3 separate regions of the Oryctolagus cuniculus genome follow, and regions 2 and 3 are each linked to region 1. A link is a contact called in public Micro-C data. All regions are on one chromosome and are shown on one strand. Each heading gives the region's core, a stretch centred on a gene start, on an enhancer-like site or on the middle of the called end of the contact. The rest is flanking DNA. Distances are from core to core; before and after follow the strand shown.

Evidence for each region. Hi-C and Micro-C count contacts between places; a contact is called where the count stands out from the background.
Region 2: a contact with region 1 is called in a Micro-C map of ear pinna, with 5 times the contacts expected there. The contact joins the promoter of CCAR1 here to the promoter of PBLD in region 1. A contact is called at or near these places in 2 of 6 Hi-C or Micro-C datasets (ear pinna and an unstated tissue).
Region 3: a contact with region 1 is called in a Micro-C map of ear pinna, with 5 times the contacts expected there. The contact joins the promoter of DDX50 here to the promoter of PBLD in region 1. A contact is called at or near these places in 2 of 6 Hi-C or Micro-C datasets (ear pinna and psoas muscle).

The regions. Positions count from the first base shown.
Region 1 is chr15:60,235,610-60,239,232 of mOryCun1.1, reverse strand. It overlaps PBLD (phenazine biosynthesis like protein domain containing), which reads left to right and starts at 1,901. Exons shown (of 10, transcript XM_070057146.1): 1 at 1,901-1,924; 2 at 2,109-2,334. The coding sequence starts at 1,901. It overlaps HNRNPH3 (heterogeneous nuclear ribonucleoprotein H3), which reads right to left and starts at 3,422. Exons shown (of 10, transcript XM_070057750.1): 1 at 2,896-3,422.
Region 2 is chr15:60,578,354-60,582,059 of mOryCun1.1, reverse strand. CCAR1 (cell division cycle and apoptosis regulator 1) reads right to left here and starts at 1,721. Exons shown (of 24, transcript XM_017348736.3): 1 at 1,582-1,721; 2 at 439-560. The coding sequence starts at 511.
Region 3 is chr15:60,697,618-60,701,390 of mOryCun1.1, reverse strand. DDX50 (DExD-box helicase 50) reads right to left here and starts at 2,506. Exons shown (of 16, transcript XM_070057770.1): 1 at 2,432-2,506.

The DNA.
Region 1 (3,623 bases), core at 652-3,151:
GAGAAAAAGTGGAAGGGATCTAACATCAAATATTAGTTCACCATGAAAAATTTAAGAACTCTGAAAAATCGATCTAATTCATGGTGGGAAGATCTTAGCATTTTTTTTTTTTTACCATTTCGTACTGTTTTTTACCACCCCTTCATACAAAAAGGTCATCTGTTTTAATACCTTAATAAAGCTGTCAGAAATTACCTGAACAGTTTATTAACTATTCAGGATAATCCATCTCAACCTTTCTTTGCTGTAACAATGTCATGTCTAATCACCGCTCTGCTTGAAGAATTCCAAGTGTTAACACCAATTAAAAATACCAGCAGTTGAAATAGGAAGATAAACTAGTCAATTCTGTATGACTTTAAATACAAGGGCACTGCAAAAAGTTCATGGAAAATGGAAATATTTTGATTAAAAAACCTGAAATCCAGGCATATAGTCCCCCCCCTTGTTATAAAATTCCCATGACTTTTTGAAGGCCCTTGATATTGCCTCTATTTAAACCAATATCTACAATACAAAAAGCTACCAGACTGCTTCACCAATGTTGTAGACCTGAGGGGAGAGAGGGAATTAGCATGTAGGATGACCGCTAATGGGTATAGCAATCTTTGAGTGATAAATTCTAGTGATGGTTACAAAACCGTCCATGCACTAAACCCCAAAGAACTTAACATTTTAAATGGGTGAAGTTTGATTTGCTCATTATCTCAAAGCTACTTTTTTAAAAGAACATCTAATAGAGATTAACTGAAATACAGAACTCCCCTAACATGGAAAACTATTTTATTTGTTGAAGTGTCATACAGGATCTGATGTATCAAAAAAAATAATTTTCTAAAAACTAGGAATGGCCTGGGGGGGAGGAAGCACCATGAGTGCCAAAGGAACTTTTTCCATTTTTAATATAATGCCAAAAAATAAAAGAGAATGAACTTTTTGACAAAAAAATTGGCAAACATGTTTAACGCAAATTTTACTTGGTTCCTCTTTTTCTGAAGTTCTTGCTCCTCAATTTTAAATTAGAAAATCAGACACCACTAATATCTAAAGGAGCCTAGTCTTCAAAAATTATAAATACGTTTACTAGGACCAAGGTTTTACCTACTGCAGTCCACTCCTGTTTACCAGGTAAGACATCAAAAGGTAACATTATTGCTTAAAAATGCAATTAGATTTCCAGACTATGATAGAAAGATGGCCAGTAAAAAACAGGTGTGTATGGTAGTTTAACACAATCAGAAAAGCTGTGGGTCATCTCCTACTAAAAAAATCTGAGCTGGTTTCACAAACTCCACGAAAATCTGCGTCTCAAGCTAAGATTTAGTTAAACTTATCCTCGATTAAAGCATCACAAAACATTTTCAACAGCACGCAGTTTTTTTCTGGTTCTAAAACTGGAAAAGTAGGTAACACTTCCCGTAAAGACTTACAGGTATTTTTTAAACCGCTTATTCTTAAGCCTGGCCCCTCGTCTCTATCTTCAAGGAAAATTACCAAGCCAGCTCTCCGATGTTCTGAGCCCTCCCCCATCGCACTGCCATGTGACTGAGCTTACATTATGCCGTAGTGTTCAGAACGCTTATTTCCTGTTCAAAGTATTAATATACTTCTGTATCAAGTATTTTACTTCTACGGCCTTCATGGTAAGGGAAAATATTATCTGCACAAAATACTCTTCGAGATTTAATAGCGACTCAACTCCTACATACATAAACACATTTTGGCCATCGCTGGCTGTGTTTTAACAACTGTTTTCCAAAAGCAAAACTCCTACTTAAAAACAAATTCCAACCCATCTGTGCCAAACTACACAAAGCCATTGCTAAGCCACCCACCCACCCCGGCCCAAAAGTCCAAAAAGTGCTCACAGTTCACTGGGCCTCGACGGCCTCTTTGAAACATGCCCATTTCACAGTCCTATTCGGTAAGTCCCCCAGCTTGCTGCTGGCAAAATCACCCAAAGTCGTTACAAACGTTCAAGCGTGAGAAAACAACCTCTTTGGAAAATGAGTACGTACTCTTTTCGAAGTTCCAAATCTGGAATCTAAGGGCCGGCTAAGCGTCCTTTATTCCTCCCCGGAGGCTTTCCGTTTATCTAGCTGCCCTAGAGACCGGAGAGCTCGGGAGAGCGCGCCCCTACCCCCTCCCCGGCCGGCAGCCAAGCTGGGCTTAAAAACCTTCGCCACCGGGCGGCGGAAGTACAAAGGAGGCCGTCTGCCTCCTTTGTCCTGGATTTGGGAGCTGAGCGCCTCCGTCGCCATTGGCTTTCCTGCCCCAGCTCCGGCCTCTCTCATCTTGGGAATCTGCGTCAGAAGTCACCGGCAGTCCCGCCAGGTAGCCCTGCCGAGGCTGCGGAGGAAGGGAGGCTGCGGTGGGAGGCCAGGCCCATCCGGCGCCATTTCCATCGGGAGCGCGCCCGGCGGCAGCCCTGACCCTCCCCCCAGCCCCGCTGCCGGGCCTGGCCCTGCTCGCTTCGCGCCCACCCTCATCCCCTGCCAGGGAGCTGGACCACCCCCCGCCCCCGGCCCCGGCCAGCTCAATCCGTCTTTCCAAAGCTGGGAACAAGAAGTAGAAGGAACGGGGAAGGGCGGGAAGCCAAGGTGGCCGCGCCACCGTACCCAAAATGGCGGAGGCCAAACCAGCAAGGCAGAGAGAAGGGCTGGACGCCCTCCACTTCGGGCCTCCGCGTCGTCCACCGAGCTCCACCCGAGCAAGTCCTCGCCCGGCAGGCCGCCCTCCTAGAAGTGGGAGATCGCCCGGGAGGCGCAGCCCCGCCCGCCTCCGAGCGGCGACCTCCACACTTCCCCCCCGCCCCACCCCCTCCTGGGTCTCGTCCTTCTCCCGACTCCGCTCTCGAAACCACCAGCCCAACCTACCCCCTTTTACTTCAGATACCCTGTCGGGCGATAGAAGCGCCGACGCCGGTGCTCGTGAGGGTCCGGTCGTGAGGAGGGGGCAGTCGTTCGCCTCGTGCGGCGCTCCCTACAACGGTCCTCCCAACCGTCTCCAGCAGTGGCAACCGCTAAGGGAGCTGCGCAGCAGAGCGACTGGCTTGGGGGGATGGGAGAGAGGGAGCGAGAAGGAGGGGGCGGAGCGAGCGCGACGAAAGCCGGCCTCAGGGTCTCGCGAGACCGGTCCCGCCTTGACGCGGCCCGGGCGAAGTGCGCTTGCGCGTCAGCGGGCCGCTCCGCGGAAAAGTGAAGAGCCGCCCTACTCGGACGGCTTAGTGAGGGAGCCGGGTTGACTCCGCCTTTCTTGCTCACCTTACCACCGTCTAAAGCTCAGAGTACACCTTTCTGTACCCTCGGGGAGGAGGAGAGAGGGGCGGAGGCGCTCCCGTTACTGTGTTTTGAAGGAAGTTCCCCAGTGCTAGGCTCCACAGCCAGCAAATTCCATAGAGGCCCCACCTTCTTCCCCGCGTCAAGTGCGTGGAAATGGCGCCACGTGACTCGGCCGCCAAAGGCCGAGAGGGCTCTTTCCTTCCACCATGTTTGCGTTATGTAGTAAAAAACGGGACTCTGCCGAGAGACAAAAATGTCCACAGGCCCGATTTCGGCTTCAGGACGGGGTCCTCCTGCCCCCCAACGGAGCCGCCTCCGCGTGCGCGGCGTAGGCCGGCGAGT
Region 2 (3,706 bases), core at 472-2,971, 340 kb before region 1:
ATCAGGAAGAAATTTATTAAAACAGATTCAACATTTTTTATTGACTTTATTTTGAAAAAGAAATTCTTCTGACCTTATTTTGACAATGTAAATGTTAATTTACTGCCTTTACAACTATTTTATCTTTTACTTCTGCCTGGTAATAAAATTCTTTAGTCTGTTTGTCTACTTTCAATTCAAACAGAATAGTCACATACAGTTCTTCAAGAAGCATGGCTTTTAAATACATTTACTTTTAAATGTACCTTCTGAATACAGACATCTTAGCATGGCAAATATAGTACAATGAGTGGCTGCTAACTTAGAATGAAAACGTAATCAACTTAAGGTATTTAAAAACCATGAAACCACACTTGCAAACACAGCACTGGCAAGCATTTCACCATCCCATGGATAGCCTCACTCCACCTTTACAGTACATGAGTTCAGTAGCCTGACCTGGCTGTGATACCGCAGTGGCTGTAAACTGAGTAGCCCATGGCGGATTCTTCTGTCCTCCAAACTGAGCCATGATGCAAGGGGGAAAAAACCTCTGCTTGTTTGTCTTCTACAGCAGCGTCCTATTAAGAAAAGATCCACATTTTAAAGTTCAACCAAACTATCGATGTCACAAAAAGAAAGAAAATGCTCCGTGTATCAAGGATATCTTCCCAAAAAGAAATAACTGGAAGACGGGGAGCAAATGAAAATTTGAAATGCAGCAAAAACATTTTTACATCAAGCAGATCACCAAAAGTACACTGTTTTTTTAAAAACGACTTACACTCTTTTTTTAAAAAAAATGGACTGTCACATTTAAACCGAAGACCATCCGCGGTCTCGACCCAGTTGCTTACAGTTAAGTTCACAACTCTACATTGGAAAACAGCCTGCGTGTTTCTCTTGGCAATGAGTTAAGGAGGGAAGGCCAAGGTTAGAGCAGCGCTGAGATCAATAACGGAAACAGGACGAGACCCCAAGTAAAGGGATTTAAGGATCTCATCTAACGAACATCGCCGTACTTTCTCGAGTAGCAAAGGGAAAGGGGCTGGGGGCGCTTCTTTTCTCCCTTCCCTCGAGGGGAAAGGCAGTTGAGATAACGGATGCCTCTTCAAGAACCGCTGCGAGGACCCCTCCCCCCAAAGTCCGGCCAGAAGAGGCGAAGGTTTCCGCCCGCGCATCCCCCTCCGCCGAGCACCGCCGGCCAGCCCCCGGCCATCCATCTTCCTGCGGTCTTCACTCCCGGCGGGCCGCAGGCCTCGGGAGACAAAACCCACCGCTCCGCCACATGGGGTGAAGCGCCGACAGGGGGCTACTGCGAGCCCTCGTCGCCTCGACCCGCAGGCAGGTCGCAAAATGCCTCCGTCCCCCAAAACCCGCACCACCGCCGGCCGCCCCGATGCCCCAGGCCCGGAGGCTGGGAGACTACAACCGCAGCCGTCTCGGCGGCCCGGGACGACTGGCCGCAGCCCCGCCAGGCCGAGGCCGCGGGGCCGCGGGGCAGGAGCGTGGCGGTGGGGGAGGGGCCGGCCGCGCGGGGCCTGCTCCGACCCGCACAAAAGGGACCGCGTCCCTCCCGCCCCAGCCCCACGAGAGCCCCACCGTCGCCGGCCCGCGGAAGCCGTGCCACCGAGACGATCGCTCCCAGCCCTTCCGCGGATCCGATAGGACGTGGAGAACCCCGGCTCGGCCGCCCAACGCTTCAACTGCGCGTACCAGACCTTCACCTGAGTCGGGTCCCGGCTAACACCGAAGCCATTTCAAACCCGTCAGCCTCAGGCGCATGCGCCGACTTCCCCCTCTTCCTCTGCGCGCTCCCCTCCTCCACATCTCCCGCAAGAACGGCGCTTACGGGGCGACGTTGTACGTGCGCGCTCCCCGGCCGCCCTCAAGACGACTTGCCTTGGACTCTGCTGCCGGATCTGGAGCGCGCCTTGGAAGGGTTACCTTGGCTTCGCTAAACAATGAGCAGGGAACGTCTCTGCGCTAGCGAGGGGAGGGAAAGGCTTCCTTGAGGGTGGCAAAGCAAGTAATGGCGGTCACGTGACTCCGTGAGGACAGCCGCCATTTTGTGATTTTTTTTCCCCCCTTCCAGTTAAACTTACTGGAACAATAAACACATCCCGTTAGCACCCTAACACTTTTTAGGGTAATACAAAGGATATTTGCATAACATTGAACTTAGTATTTAAAATATAAGTATTCTAACGTGTACAATTCAGTGGCTTTTAGTGTAAACATGAGGTTGTGCCAACATCACCACCACTACTACCAGAACCTTTGCACCACCTGAAAAATAAACTCATGCCCCTGCCCTCCGCTCCCCACAGCCCCGATAACCTCTACCTTCTTTCTCTCTCAGGATTCGCCTACCCTGGACGTTTCATTTAAATAGAATCATTCAATATGTGGTCTTCCAGTTCTTTAGACATTCATCAATGTTGCAGCCAGTATCAGTGTTTCATTCCATTTTATGGCCTATATTCCTCTTCTTTCTTGTTTTTCCTTCCAGATGTAAGGAAACTCCCCTTCCATGTAAACTATCTGTAACTTACAATTCTGTAATGTTTTTGAGCAAAGATGAAGAAGCAATTTTTCTCATGGCAAGATCTAGCCAGAATTCAGAAACTATTAGTGGACATTCTTATTTTAGTGGCAATACAGTAATTTGCTTCAATTTATTTGGAATCTGTTCTCTTTGAAACAGTACACAAATAAAGACACTGATTATAATAGCAAAGCTTTCATTGGCGAGTCATAATTTCAGATACAGACTAAACAACGTTATGAAACTAAGATTGACCTTAGGAGCTCTCAGAAAGAAAAAAAAAAACTCTCAGGGGAAAAAAAGGATCTCAAAAAAAAAAAAAAAAAAAAGACTGGTGCTATTTTATTTTTGATGATTTTACTTATTTGCAAGGCAGACAGGAAGACCTTTCCATCTACTGGTTCACTCCCCAAATGGATTCAAGAGCTGGAGCTGAGCCAGGAACAACATCTAGGTCTCCCATGTGGGTGGCAGGGAACCACGTACTTGGAACATCATCTGCTGCCTTCCCAGGTGAATTAACAAAAAGATGGATAGGATGCCAAGAATCAGGGGACAGGAATGGTAGACTCTTCCATCTAACGTTTCACCCCTCAAAGACCACAACAGCCAGACTGGTGTTTGGCCAAATCCCAGGAGCTTGGAACGGCATTGCAGTCTCCCATATGGGTAGCAGGGGTCCAAGCACTTGAGCCATCATGCACTGCTTTTCCAGGCGCGTTAGCAGGTAGCTGGATCTGAAGTGGAACAGGTGGAACTGGAACCAGTGCTCATAGGGGATACCAGCAACAGGTGATGGCTGAAGTTCTTGGGTACCTACCACTCATGTGGAAGAGATTGGGAAGGAGTTATTAGCTCCTGGGTAAAGGCTGGCCCAGATTCAGCTGCTGTGGACTATTAGGGAGTACACCAGAGCATGGAAGATCTCTGTCTCCATGTTTCTCCTTTCTGGTCATATAGTAACTTCTCCCACTGTGCCACAATAACCAACGCCAGATGATAGTTTGTATACATGATTCCCTTGCATGGTTACCTTACCAGTGGGTAAAGAATGTCACTTTCTAGAATACTTTGGAATTTAAGAGTCCTCCAAATCTATAGGTTATTGAAGGCAAAGTCTGATGGCAAAGCTTGGCTTCCCAAGGGCTTTTTAAAAGTCTGATCTGAGGGGCCTGTGCT
Region 3 (3,773 bases), core at 1,257-3,756, 460 kb before region 1:
TCCAATTATATTTTCACACCATTTTCATTTTCAACACATTCGTCCAGGCTCCTTTCTTCATCTGCATTCCAGTTCTGAGAACCTGTATCTCAGCTCTGTATCTCATATCCAAACCATAGTTATCTTCATCTCAGAATCAGATCACCAGTCTAAGGCTCTACTTCTAGTAGCTGATACTCCAATCCATTTCCAAATTTCTATTTATCTTTCAGAGTTACAGCGGATTCAACAAGTATTTCTGAAGAATTTACAATGTGAAAATCAGCAACTTAGAAGGATACAGTAAAACTTAAGGATTGACAAAGATATAGTTATTTTCCTCAAGAACTCGGGAAATATTTGGGAAAGATATACACAGGAAAAAATGAGATAACTTTACAAGAAACACATAATAAATCCCAATTACATGATAACTACTGGAACAGCCTTCAAAGGGGAGCCTGACAGATACAAGATTTGGATGCAAAAGGAAAAAAGAAGTGTTCCAAGAGGAGCTAAAATTAAAATAACTGCTTAGAGATTCTACTTACACCCTAGTACCTAACTGTGGCAGTGAAATTCAGGGACAGAAAGCAGAATGGTGAATGTCAGGGACAGGAGAAGGGGGGAATTTGAATTAGTATTTAATGGGCAGAGTCTGGGAAAATAAAAAAGTTCTGGAGATAGATGTTGGTGATGGCTGCAAAACTCAATGCCACAGAACTATACACTTAAAAATGGTAAAAGCTGGGGCTGTCGCTGTGGCGTAGTGGGTAAAGCCGCGACCTTTAGTTCCAGCACCCCTATGAGCATCAATTCAAGTCCCAGCTGCTCCACTTCAATCCAGCTCTCTGTTACAGCCTGAAAGATGGCCCAAGTCCTTGGGCCCCTGCACCCACAAGGGAGACCCGGAAGAAGCTCCCACCTGCTGGCTTCGGATCAGCTCAGTTCCAGCTGTTGTAGCCATTTGGGGAGTGAACCAGCAGATGGAAGACCTCTCTCATTCTCTCTGCCTCTGCCTCTCCATAACTTTGCCTTTCAAATAAATAAATAATTTTTTTAAATGGTAAATGTTAAGTTTTGTGTATCCTACAATAAAAGAAACCAGTTGGTAAGTTTACCCTAGTGATATGGCTGGTCAGGTAGGTTCTACTCTCTACCACTTCACAGACTACATCTTATTCTTTTGCCAAATGTCACAGTTCAAATACCGCTACCTTCTCCCACTGCTTTCTTTCTGCAGGTCTGATGTCTCCTGTCAAAATTTTACCTATGCATTTTTCTGCACCTGTACTCCCCTAATTGTTTCGGGACTTGAAGTCTCTACAGGCTCCTTGAGGTGAGGATCATTTCTTACACTTAATTAAAGACCTTCATACTCAACAAAGAGGCTGGTGCAAGTTAGACACAAATAATAAATACCCACGGATTGAATGAGAACACCAATAGTAAGCGCTATTAATAATGCAATCCACACGATCTCCCTCACAGGCAAATCCTGGCAACCCCGGCTTTGATACCATTCCTTAAGCCTCTATAGTTATCAAGGTTTATAAACCTAGGCTCGCTGTCCCCAGGATGCTTGCACACAGGACAGGGTGACTGAGAAACAATACATTTCCAAGGGAATCGTTTTTCTTAATCGTCTTCTAAGGTAGCCAACGAGAACCAAACAGGCCTCTCTGCTTAAGAAAGAAGAGCAAAGAAACGGATATCCCGGTGATGGGAGCTTGAGCCTGCCCATCTCGCACACGCTTCGGGCGCCAACAGGAAGGGCTGAAGGAAGGGCTGAAGGAAGGGCCAGCGGAGGCCGAGTCAAAGCCCAGGGCCGCCCTTCTGCAGGGCGGGAGTGTGGCGGTGGGAATGGTCCCGCAGCGACCGCAGAGGGCCGAGGGCCAAGCTCCCGCTCGGATGTGACAGGCCATCATCAGGGACAGCTCCCCTCCCCGCCCAAGCCGGCGCAGCCCCGAAGGAGGCGCGGCCCATCCTCAGCGCACCTTTCGCCTCTCCTTCCTCAGGCTGTCGGGCTCCTCCAAAGGTGCTTCCAGCTCCATAATGTCCCCCCACAGGAGTTTCCCAGGCATTACTGGCCGCCGCCTCCGCCTGCCTCAGGGCGCGGTGGCCACAACCACCTACGGGCAGCGCCAGCGAAAAAGGAAACGGGGGCAGGACAGCCGCCCGGCCAGGGCCGTGCGTCACTTCCGGGACACGCACCGCTCGGCGGGGAAAATAATCCCGGATCCTTTCGGCGCACACTTTTTCCTTGCGCCGCTACCTCCCAACCAATGAGAATGAAAGTTCTCGAGTGTCCCGCCCTCGTTCCAAAGTGATTGGCGTGCAGAGTAAAACTCTGGCCAATCATCATGAAGGACGCACGCGCTGATTAGCATAAGTGATTTCTCTGTATCTCTTCCCCACTGCAGAGTTCTGCTCGGGAATCTTCGACACTCACTTCTGAGGCTGGGGAACCCCTCGATGGCGGTGGAGAGGGTCGGCCCGCGCGGCGACCCGGCTCGCGGGCCGGCCGGAGCCGAGGTGGGTGGGGGCGCCACGCGCAGCCTCGCTATTTGCGGCCGGAAGCTGCGGCCCTGGGCCCCGCCCGTTGCGGGCGGGGTGCGAGGAGGCGTTAACGTCCAACGGCTTCGCGCCAGTCTAGCAGCGCCTCGCAGTGGGGAAGGGGTTTCTTGGGGTCCCGAGTGGGCTGGAGGTGAAGGCTGGGGCTGACTGGATAGACGTCCACCCCGAATTCTTAGGTTTTGATCATTTAGCTGGTCGTCGGCTGGTTTTAGTCCTCACGCTCCGCGTTTGACTTGAGGAAGCCGAACCCACCCAAGAAAGGAATTTACTTCCCTGGGTCACAAAATCTTTGAGTGGTACAGTCAGGACTAGCGAATGTTTTGCTTGGATCTGAGATGAGCGAGTGTGCTTTTCTGCCACACCTACCTGAAAGCCTCGAGTCTGACAAGGGTTTGGGGGGAGATGCTCCCATGAAACAATGAGCAGGAAAAACCCGAAGACACCTAACAGTTTCGGCCAGAGAGAAAACCTAAATGCGTTCAACAGATAACGTGTTTGCGACGAATAAAAAGGGGTTCAGTTTTACGGATGGGGATTAACTGCCCCTAAATCGCAGCCTTACACAAAACGGAAGCCTTTGGCGTTACAAAGGGTAACTTCCTTAGCCTGTCCCTTTTCCTACGCCAGTGCTAGCTAATTGGCTTTATTTTCTGCGCCTTTTCTCAATGATCTCTTCAACCCAGGAACTCAACGCCTAAGAGAAGGACCCAAATTGAGATGAAGGCGCAGGGGCACTCAGCGAGCCGCTTGACAGTGTCTGGGGCACATACTCCTAACATGAGCATCTCATTTGTCTTAGCAAAATTACCCACTGCGACGTGTGCTGATTTGGGGTGTTCACCCAAGTAACTGGGACCAAATATGTTAAATTTCTGATTCCGCCAGGTCTTCTGCATGATTTAGGGATTGACTTGAGGTGAAAAAAAATAAAGTCTAAAAGTAACTATGGATTCAGTACTAAACACAAGGAGTGTTCAGCTACTGATTATGGAAGAATGCATCTCCCTAGGTTATGAGAATAGGTACGCATCTCTGGATCTGTGTTTTCCACAATCCTAATTTAGTCCCACTCTTCGCTCCCACTCCCCATTCTACCGTGTTAAATCAGTCTCTAGCCCTACAAAGGGTGTGATGATGAGCACAGAAACGGTAGACATGGATAGCAAATCACTATGTAAAACTGGGATAAAAGGAACAGATGTTAATATCTTGTGGTC